Linked DNA regions of Mus musculus: region 1 is linked to region 2. Evidence: chromatin contacts called from public promoter capture Hi-C data. All regions are on one chromosome and are shown on one strand. Each heading gives the region's core, a stretch centred on a gene start, on an enhancer-like site or on the middle of the called end of the contact. The rest is flanking DNA. Distances are from core to core; before and after follow the strand shown.

Region 1 (5,550 bases), core at 819-3,318, 71 kb after region 2:
TAGCAGTGAAGGCCATTGACTGAAGACTGCGGTTAGTGATGTGGCCCTGCCTTCTCACAAGACTGCAGGGCTGAGGCTCAGGTAGCCGAGTAGGTGTTAGGCTCCACGTGGCAAACTAATGAAAAGGAGCCAATGCCGTCTTTAAAACTCGGGACCTCACTTACTGCATTTGCACACTAGCCTAGTCATCCGATGCAAGTACTTGGGAGTAGAGCCCGGGCGGGGCTGCTGCTGACCTCAATGGTGATGAGGATGACGATCATCCACTCCAAGCGGAGTGCTCGCTTCTCATTGAGGTGATTCCGCATTAGGTCTGTTAGTTCCATGCAGTGCTGCAGTTTTTCATTCATGACCTGCAAGAAAGAGAAAACAGGTAAGATATGCTAGGTCATCAAATTCTTATGCTTAGTCCTCTAAGATGACCAGCGGTTAGCAAAGGGTGTTTAATGACTCCATCTAGAAACCTTTTTGTAATGCAGTTTTGTTTTATTGTGTATGTTTATGAATGTACATGTGCATAGATGCCTGTGGGGCCAGCTTGTACTAAGCGTTTGTGAGCGAGCTATATGGGTGCTGGGATCTGGTTTGTTTTTTTTTTTTTTTTGGTTTTTCAAGACAGGGTTTCTCTGTGTAGCCCTAGCTGTCCTGGAACTCAGAAATCTGCCTGCCTCTGCCTCCTGAGTGCTGGGATTAAAGGCGTGCGCCACCATACCCAGCCCCGATCTGTTCTTTTGAGAGAGTTTCTCTGTACAGCCCTGGCTTCCCTGGAGCTCCCTCTGTATACCAGGCTGGACTCAAACTTTGCCTGCCTCCTGAGTGCTGGGATTAAAGGCGTGCAGCACCACTGCCCGGCAGATGCTGGGATCTTAACTCTGTACAGGACACACTCCTAATCAAGCCATCTCCGCACCCGCTTATTTTGAGATGGGGTCTCATGTAACCTAGGGTGGCCTTAAGTCTTCTTGCTACCACCTCCAGGAATGCTGGTATTCCATGGGCCACCACATGAAATCAGTGCTGGCTACTGAACTTGAGGCTTCATGCTTGATGGCAAACTAAACTACCAGGTCAGTTTTATTTCTTGGTCCCTTTGTATTGCAGTTTAAAAAGAAACCCTGCATACTAATCCATGACTGATGGATGTTTAAGAAATAGCATTTTGTTACGGGAACAAGAAACTTTATTAAGCATGACAAAGACTGATTTGGCACTTTTCCTCTCTCTCTTTTCTCTATGCTCATACCCTTTCTCTCTTTCTCTGTCCCCCATCCCTCCCAATGGCAACTCCTCCTGGCCTCAATTCCCAATAAACCTGCCTTTAATATGATCTTAAAAAAAAAAAAAAAAAAAAAAAAAGACTGATTTGGCACAGGGGCTAAGCTAATAAGGCTTTTTACTCAAACATGTAGTACCTGTAACAGAAACTCACCACTAGATGGCACCATCACTAGCTGAACTGGCAAAGGTTCTCGGTTATGACGCCTTGGATAAGCTGGAGTGGGGTATGGATGGGAGTTGCACCAAATAGCATCTGACTTTAAACCTGGATGTGAGTGTAGCTATCTACCTTCTTAGAACCTGTGCACTTCTGAAAGCTGTAAAGTCGGAACATTTATAGTTAGTGAGTGCAGGTTTGGCCAGTATGAGCAGCAGTCTAGGCAGGGATTCCATGGTGTAGCATCCAGATTTCCAGTATGTAGCATCATAGCAGGTCATATTCAGGGTTTGGCACAGAGCATTTAACTGCTTTACCAATTAGGGTCAACACACAGAACACAGCGGTTGATAGAATCACATTGTAGCTTCTAACCTATAAATGTCAGGGTGGCACTGCGGTCCTTTGTGGTCTTTGTCCACTGCTTAGTCTTGGCCTCTGGTGTGCTCATCTTTTAAGATCCTCTCTCCATTTCAACTGTACACAGCACAGAGAGCATGCTCCTCCCCAACTTTACTGCTTTAACAGCAATCTGTGCAGTGTTCCTGTAACAACGTTAAAGACTCCTGGGGCCTCGAGAGAGCTCAGCGGTAGGAGTGTGACTGCTCCTGCAGAGGACACCCAGGCTGCTCCCCAGAACTCCTATCAGCAGTTCACAGCTGCCTGTGACTCCGCACAGACACACATAAGACAGATAAGGAGCATTCCTGGAGGTGAATATTGTGAAATCTCAGTCCTGGAGCAAAGGCAGGCGGCAGATTTCAGAATCTAGAGCCAGCATGATCTACATAGCAAGTTCTTGGCCAGCCAGAGCTACACTGACCCCATCTTGAAACAAGAAGTCCCTTGATGATTAAACTTAAGTTTTCTTTAGTTCAAAGCTGGATTAGCCTAAGCCAAAGCAGTTTCAGACTCAGGAGACTAACTGCTGGTTTAGTGGATACCTAAGAATGTCAGTACAGAGAGCCTGAGATCACTTGGAGACCCAGGAAGGGAAATGCAGCTAGATGAATCCAGTAAGAATTTCCAAGGAAAGGGAGAGCAGAGGTCAGGAAACGTGGTGGTGGTGCAGGCAGCAGTGTACAGCCCTGAGCTCACGGCTAGATCCTGACCAATTCATTAAGCTTACGTGGGAACAGGCCAATTCTAAGAGGGGGAGCTGCCTACATCTTGGTGGCAGTCATACTCCATCTCATTGTAATGACTATTATAACAAAGCACACCAAGAGACATCAAAGGGGAAACTAGAATACTTCAGTATGGCTGCACCTAGAAGCTTGTCACAAGGGGCTTTATTTTCAGAAGTGGAGACAGCATTTGCATCGCATGCGCCTATTCTAAGCATCCTAGTCTGAGAGACCTCACGGAACCACTTCCTCCCGCACAGCTCACTAACCCCTCCGCAACACGCTACTCGCCTGCCAGCCACTCCATACTTAGGGAATCAACATCCTTTTGAGACCGGGTCTCATGGAACCCAGGCTGGCTTCTAACTCACTCTGTAGCCAGGGTCTTATGCGGATATGTAGGTCAGTGTTTATGAAGTAGGCTGCTAAAAAGTCAGCAGGCCTCCCGACTTGTTTTAAACAGAACACAGCAAAAAGGATGAGTTGCCTGGGCCTGTAAATAGGCAGTGAGACACTGCCTCATGTGTTCTCTAGCACTGCCTTACCGTGTACACAATGGTTAGTAGGTGCCCTGTGCAGAAGCGTCTGTGGTAAGGAGCTGAAACCTTAGTGTATGAGCCGCCATGTGAAAAGGCAGGAAGCCGGTCCTTCCCAGGCAGGCAGGCCGCAACTGCTTGCAGCTCTATGAGAGGCCCTGGCCCAGGAAACTAGGACAAAGCTGCTGTCAGCTGCTAGTTTTAGGGAAACTGTACGGCAGTTAGCTGATGCCAGTGCTGGAGAGGCCTCATTGACACACAACTCTGGTCTCTCCCTCACATCTTCATCTTCAGCCTGTGTACTCTCCAATCAGGAAAGCCATACTTGTTTCATCTGTCCAGACAACCTGGATTAGCAAATGTCTCAGACATCTGGAATATGGAACTACTACAGAGGAAGACTGAAGTTACCCTCTAGTGTCTATAAGGCATGTGCACATCTACATGTATATATACAATGAACACAAGCAAGTATCACACCACATGTAACATGCAAAGGAAAAATCATGTTTAGCTACTTGGGAGGCTGATGCAGGATTCCCAAGTCCAAGGCCGGCCTGGCAGTACAGTGAGATGTCTACTCTCCAAGCAAACAAGGAAACAAGCATTGAAACCAGGGAACTCTCAGGAGTGAACCTTTGACACAGAAAGCTGAGAAGTGGAGCCAAATGTGACTCACATCTGTAACCCAAGAACTAGGGCTAGGACAAGAGGAGCATGGGGCTTGAGGCCAGCCTGGGCTACAGTGTGGTATTTTGTATCTAAAACTCCTCTTGTAACCATTATGTTTTATACCTTCCTTCAGGTGGTCAAGGCTGTCAGGTTCTTATCTCTAGTCCAGCTTGGTCTTGAGAGCAACTGTCCTGTCTGTCTCCTGAGAAAGAGAGACTGGAAAGTGACAGCAGAGAGGACACGAGGAACTGGTAATCCAAAGAGTATTTCTCCAAATGCTGAAAATTTCAGCTATACTAATTGTAGCAGAAACCCTGCCCAAGTGTAGCCCTGGCTGTCCTGGAACTCTGGCCTGCTTCTGCCTTCAGAGTGTTGGAAATATAGGCATGCACCATACCTTAACTCTTCGCGTGATGCTAAGGAACTGGCAGGTCTTGTCATAAAGCTCTTCCAGGTTTGCTCTGTCCCAGTAGAAGTCAGGGGTGATCAAGAAATCTGAGCTCAGGTTTATTCGGTGCCTAAATAAAAAAAGGACAGCTTAGCTTATTTATGGTGAATTAAATATCAGCTACTATTTAGCCCATATTTTCATAGTGTCATGTGAGCACTCTTAAAAGTAACTTCAAAAAATATGGGGGAAGTACCTGTGTACCCTAAAACAACACCAGGATGAAATAAGGTAACACAATAAGCCTCACTTTTCTTACCTGCAGCTCTCCTATCTCACTCATTGACCACCTTTAAGGTCCCTCTATATCCTTTCAGTCGTTACGCAACCACAAGACAGGCAAAAATACACTAGGTCCCTTTCTGCTAGCTTTGTAGGTTAGCCTGGCCTGGAACTTACTATGTAGCTCAGGCTAGCTTGGCATTGGCAGCTTCAGTCTCTAGTGTATTAAGAACATTAAGGTTTGTGTGTGCTACCGCACTGGCTGACTTAATTTTTACCTATCCTTTTGTGTCAGATGTCTGAGCTTACTTTAAAATTGATGCTGCACAGCACACTTGCTGGTTTTGTGTGTCAACTTGACACAAGCTAAAGAGAGGAAAGAGCCTCGGTTGAGAAAATGCCCATGAGATCCAGCTGGAAGGCATTTTCTCAACTAGTGATCAAGCAGCGTGGGTCTAGCCCATGGTGGGTGATGCCATTCCTGGACTGGTGTCCTGAGTTCTATAAGAAAGCAGGCTGAACAACCCAGGGGAAGCAAGCCAGTAAGCAGCACCCTCCACAGCCTCTGCATCAGCTCCTGCCTCCAGGTTCCAGCCCTGCTTGAGTTCCTGTCCCGACTTCCTCCAACGATGAACTAAATGATATGGAAGTGTAAGCCGAATAAACCCTTTTCTCTCCAACTTGCTTTTGGATCATGGTGTTTTGTAGTAACAATGGAAACCCTAACTAAGACACATAGTAAAATAAATACAAGTAGCTGTTCATTCTTTAAAAAATATGTTGGATACAGTGGTGAGTCTGTTTAACCTACCAAACAGTTCCAAACTCTCTAAGGATGGCTTCTCCATGTACAGATTTGTATATATGTTTATGTTAAGAGAAATAAAAATATTTTTGCTATGCAAATGGAATAATGCCATATAATAATTTGCAACTTTATTTTTTGTTTTGTTTTGTTTTTTTTTTTGTATTTTGAGACTGTAACCTTGGCTGACCTGGAACTTACTGCAGCATATACAGGCTGGCCTTTGCTTCCTCCCACCACATGCACCACTGTATCTGGTAATTTTTAACTTTTTTAAGACAAGGTCTCAGCCAGGCATACTGGTG
Region 2 (4,999 bases), core at 227-2,726:
TGCCTTACTTAGCCTTTTCTTAAAAGAGTGTTTTGTCTGCTTTGTATCTGGTGAATTTTCCCCTTAGCTATCAAAGTGGCGTCGCTGTTGTTAGAATTTGGGGTCAGAAGGGAAGGTGTTGGTGATGCAGTTATGTAAACCCGAATCCACAGAGGAGTGGGGTGACTGCCATGTGCTGTCTACAACTGAATACTGGGAAGTGGTTCTGTATTCTTAGTTCCCTGGGCCTTCAGGGATCCTGGGACACTGTGGGGGAAGTGTCTAGTTTAATGTGGACCACTGACCCTGCATATAGGGCTTCTTATCCATGATCTACACACAGGGAATAGATGGTGGGAAGAGAGATGTCTGGGTTGTCTGAAACCCCACCTATTGGGAATGCAGAGGGCAAATGTCTGCTCCCAGATCTTAACCAACCAGGATAAGACCCATTGCCTGGCTTGCCGAGACTCAAAGCCAGGTTGGGCGTTGGCTGGGAAGCCTTTCTGGATCTTTGTAATGCTGATATGTGTAACCATTGTCTGATTGCCCAGGAGTTGTCCCTTTTTCGCTCTTTCTGGGCTGGAATGTGGTGCATTGTGCCTCCTGGTGGCAAGAAGCAGCAACCATCGTGGATGTCTGAAATCTTTCTTTCAAAAAAAATTTTTTTAATCCCCTTTTTATGTCGCTTGTCTCTGTCTACTCTTTTTCCCGCACCGATCTCCCCGCTCCAGTTCCCTAAGTAGTCATGAACAAGGCCTTCAAGTCTGACGAGAAGAGCAATAATATAACCTTTTATTTTGGGGTGGGGAGAGGTGGTTCGCTCCAACAGGCCAGTTGGACCTATCCTAACTGAAGATCCAGCTCATTTATTACTTGTGTCTTTGTAGAGAAACAATCTCAAGATTAACAGAAAAGAAATATTGGGCTGCCTGGATTTTTAATGCAGCTGTTTTATTTGCTATACGCTTGTAACAGGAGGAGAGTGTTGGTGAAGTTTCAACCCAATGTTTAGCTCATTTCTACCACGAAAAGTAGAGAGACCCAAAGGTCAGATATTTCTGCTTTTTAGAAAGTTGTCTCGGTTAAATGCTAAAGATAGTTCGCTTTGTGACAACCCTTTGCAAAAGGCCTGGGATCGCAGAGAGTTGTGGGTCTTTACGCTGACCGGAGTGTAGGAAACGGTTGGCAACATACTATGGGCTTTAAAAAGGAAATGCCGCTTTGCACCTCATCCACCTTTAAAAATGGCGTTAAAAATCGGAGAATTTAATATCTGTGCAGTTATTGCCTTTACATAATTTTAAAAGTTTGAGATGCAGGAGTCGGTGCCAGGGATGAAGTCACCGCTTGGATCAAATATTGATGCTCGGGGTCTGGCTCACCCCAGAGACTTAAAACTTTCTCCTGGGTCGCGACAGACCAGGCACAGAGACCAGCCCTGTAAAATGGGGCACGTGACTTCCCCGGGTGGTGCAGCCAAGTCCGGACAGAGGTGTGGGCTGGCTGGCTGTGGGCGGGGCCTACGGCGTGGGCGGGGCCGTCCTATAATTAGCCAGAGAAGCGCTTCTCCAGTGCGCATTGCTGCACCTCCAGGGCTGGAGAGCTTCCTTGATGCTCTGAGGACTGCATTCCTTTTCATCTCACTGGTTAGCCGGGAGTAGACAGAGGAGAAGGAGACTTCCTGCCGTAAGAGGCCGAAAACTGTAACTAAATATGCTGGGGACTATTACCATCACAGGTAAGACTGGTGACTCTTCTTCCTGCTGATGTGACTCTGGAAGAAGAGTCTCAAGAGGTGAGCCGTGTGGCTGGAATTTTATTAGCTTTCAATTATCTCTCCCTACACTTTCACCGGTGTAGGGAGAGATAATTGAATATGGAGAGCATTCCATAGCCCCTCGGAAACCAATGAACCGCACATTTTATTTTTATTTAAACCAAAATCTTCCTGGAAGCGCTCACGGGACAATGCATCTGGTTGGGAGCCTTATCCGGTCCCCTTAGAGAAGTGGGGGCTGTGCTGTTGAGAGAAGCCACAGCAGCTAGCGAGTTGAATCAGCATCAGATTCACTGTGGATAACCTGCCCTAGTCTAATTTTAAAAGTTCCTATGTCTGAGAAATTGTAAGCGTTCAGTGCTTCCTAGAGCTCATTAAATAAGAACGTTGAGTGAAGTCGTGTATCAGGCTAATATTTTAGTTTAGTTCTGTCATACGTGGTTAGTATTAGCCATAATACTAATACATAATACATAGTTACTAAACCTAAGGGAAGAAATGCCATTTAAGTATTAGTAAAAAAAAAAAAAAAAAAAAAAAAAAAGGTAGTGAAAATAATTATTTTTCCCATGCTTGTTTTCTAGGACTCTACTTGTGTGAGTTGTAATGTTATGCCAACTTCTAGAAGTGGGCAGTCTACGCCAGGCGTTCAGAATGCATTTGCAAATCCACTAACTTGGCGTTTGATAGATAGTCTGAGACTGGCTATATAGGAGAGTGCGTGTTTACGCTCACTTTCCCGTTTACGCTCTTAGAAAATTAAACTCCACTTGCTAACTTACATTTACAAAAGTGGCTCCGATTTAAATATTTAAGATGAATGCTGCCAAATCTGTTGTCTCAAAGTGGGGCGTAGACTTTCCAGGGCTTCCATATTTTTTCTCTGTGTGACTCTTCCCCCCAAAGCCGTGTCTCCCTGTGGAATTTTAAATGACTTCAAAAGTTTAGCAGAGCTAAAAATATCTCTCACTTCCTATAGTTTAGCTTGTTTATGCCGAGGGCTCTTTCATAGTCTGTCCCATCTGTCATGTCTCTAGTCTTTCTACTGCTGGCCAGGGTGGACATTTATGAAACCTACAAATTAAAGACGTTTTAAAAAAATGAATAGCATTCTTCTTCCAAGTTCATTAGGTGTTTTCTTTAAGATTTGTTTGTGATAATGTGTATATGTGTGTGCCAGTCAGTCCGTGTATGAGTACAGGTGCCCTCCAGAGTCAGAGATGTTGGATTCCCCTAGAGCCTATAGTTACAGCTTATAGTTTTAGTTGGGAACTGAACTTCTGGCCTCAGAAAGAGTTGTCTATTCTCTTATTCTCTTAACTGCTGCACCCTCTCTCCAGCCCGAGTCAGGGTGTCTGCATGGATGGATGGATGGATGAACAACACTTTGAATGGGTCCTCTGAGATCTCCCTCTCTCCTGGCATTTTTTTTGTGTGTGTGTGTGTATAAGGTGTTGTGTATTCCATTTTTTATTAATTTGTCTCGTGCTCAGTTTCTTGTGGGAAGGAGGGGGTTCCAGCGGGTAATCCCAGTGGAGCCACAGGCAGAGTATTTAGAAGAACCGTTCAGTTTTTAAGGTACTATTAAGTGGTTGGATCTATGGCTTTCTAGATTATACTTCACACTGTGCATATGGACAGTGTTGCCTGGTTTTATACTTTTTGCCAGTAATCAGAAACTGCACAAGAGACTAGACGTGCTGGTGCAGGATTCAGCACTCGGGGAGGAGGCTAGCTGCGCTCCATGGGTTCAAGACCAGTCTGGTCTATAATAGAGAGGTGTAGGAAGCCTGGTGTGACATGGAGTAACTCTGCCTCAAAAGAAAGGAGGAAATAATGAAAGAATAATGAAAGAAAGAAAGAAAGAGCACAAATCTTTAATGGCAAGGGGTTGGAGGTATAGCTCAGTTGGTAAAATGTTTGCTAGCATGCCTGAATCTGGAAGGAGAATCAGGAATTCAAAGCCTGGCTGGGATTAATGATACCTCATCTCAAAAAAAAAAAAAAAAAAAAAAAAAAAAAGATAAACTAGGGAGAAACAGAAAAGAACTGGGCAGCTACAGGGCAAGCAGCTTCTTCAAAGAGAATCTCGGTGTCTTTGTGTTTATGCTTTTGATTTTTTGGTTTTTTGAGGTTTTTTTTTGTTTTTGTTTTTTGTTTTTTGTTTTTTTTTGTAAGTTAACTGATTAAGGAAGATGTATTCTTAGTAGCCATTAAGAAGTTGGTCAGAGCCAGGTGTGGTGGCGCATGCCCATCCCAGCACTTGGGAAGCAGAGGCAGGTGGATTTCTGAGTTCAAGGCCAGCCTGGTCTACAAAGTGAGTTCCAGGACAGCCACAGCTATATAGAGAAACCCTGTGGGGGGTGGGGGGGTAAGAGGAGTAGGTCAGAGCTGGGCGTGGTGATGTGACCCTTCCATCCCAGCACTCAGGAGGCCAAGGCAGGCAGGCAGATCTCTGAGTTTGAGGCCAGCCTGATGTATAAAGCTAATTCTAGAACCACTTAGCCAAGGCTACACAGACTAACCCTGACTCAGACAGACAGTTGTTCAGAATCTTAAAAGCAGTGAAGGCTTCTAAACTGCTTGTTTAAATAAAAGGGAAGAGAGTTTTTGTAGCATTGGAGAAGGAGCCTGGTGCTCTCACTTCTTAAATGCAGGCAAGATGATGGAGTGTGTATAGCAACTACGTGGAACTCTGTTGTTTTTCTTCCTTTCTTTCTTCCCTTTTTAAAAATTTCTTTACTTATTTTATGTATGTGGGTACACTGTCACACCAGAAGGGGGCATAGGATCCCGTTGCAGATGGTTGTGAGCCACCATGTGGTTTCTGGGAATTGAACTCAGGACCTCTGGAAGAGCAGTCAGTGCTCCTAGCCACTGAGCCATCTCTCCAGCCCCATGTTTTTAGTTCTAAAAGCAGGAGAAATCTTAAAGACATTTTCTATCGCCTCTCTTCCAGCTCACACAGACATATGAGATATGAGGTTTAGGCCGTACACGCTGAGTTAGGATCTGAGGGATTGCCCCACAGCACGTGGCAACGTCATTCTGGGCCTCCATTAGCATTAACTGGGCATAGAAACTAGAAAATAGTTGTTGGCGACATGATTGTGAGAAAGTGGCTCCTTCCCTGATGCACAGTGGTGCTGTGACAGCAAAGGACAGGGTCTCACCTAGCCTAAGCTGTTTCAAACTCCCTACTTAGGCAAGGATCACCCTTTCCGTGCCTTCCATTTCTGG

Evidence for each region. Capture Hi-C pulls out chosen DNA fragments and counts their contacts.
Region 1: a promoter capture Hi-C map of adipose tissue shows a contact between it and region 2. The contact joins two enhancer-like sites. A contact is called at or near these places in 2 of 115 datasets of contacts at active chromatin or transcription factors (embryonic stem cells and pancreatic cancer cells) and 2 of 9 other capture datasets (adipose tissue and liver).

Annotation. Positions count from the first base shown.
Region 1 is chr10:4,403,638-4,409,187 of GRCm38.p6, forward strand. Rmnd1 (required for meiotic nuclear division 1 homolog) reads right to left here. Exons shown (of 13, transcript NM_025343.6): 11 at 4,168-4,288; 12 at 237-353. Among named protein-coding and RNA genes, the nearest start is that of Zbtb2, 18 kb to the left of the region's middle. Within about 2 kb of position 2,069, at least 34 of the 459 cell types and tissues checked have an H3K27ac peak or open chromatin away from gene starts, as enhancers often do. A contact at or near this core is called in adipose tissue, where this site is marked.
Region 2 is chr10:4,332,990-4,337,988 of GRCm38.p6, forward strand. All of the region lies in intron 2 of Akap12 (A kinase (PRKA) anchor protein (gravin) 12), which reads left to right. Among named protein-coding and RNA genes, the nearest start is that of Gm40592, 25 kb to the left of the region's middle. Within about 2 kb of position 1,477, at least 264 of the 459 cell types and tissues checked have an H3K27ac peak or open chromatin away from gene starts, as enhancers often do. A contact at or near this core is called in adipose tissue, where this site is marked.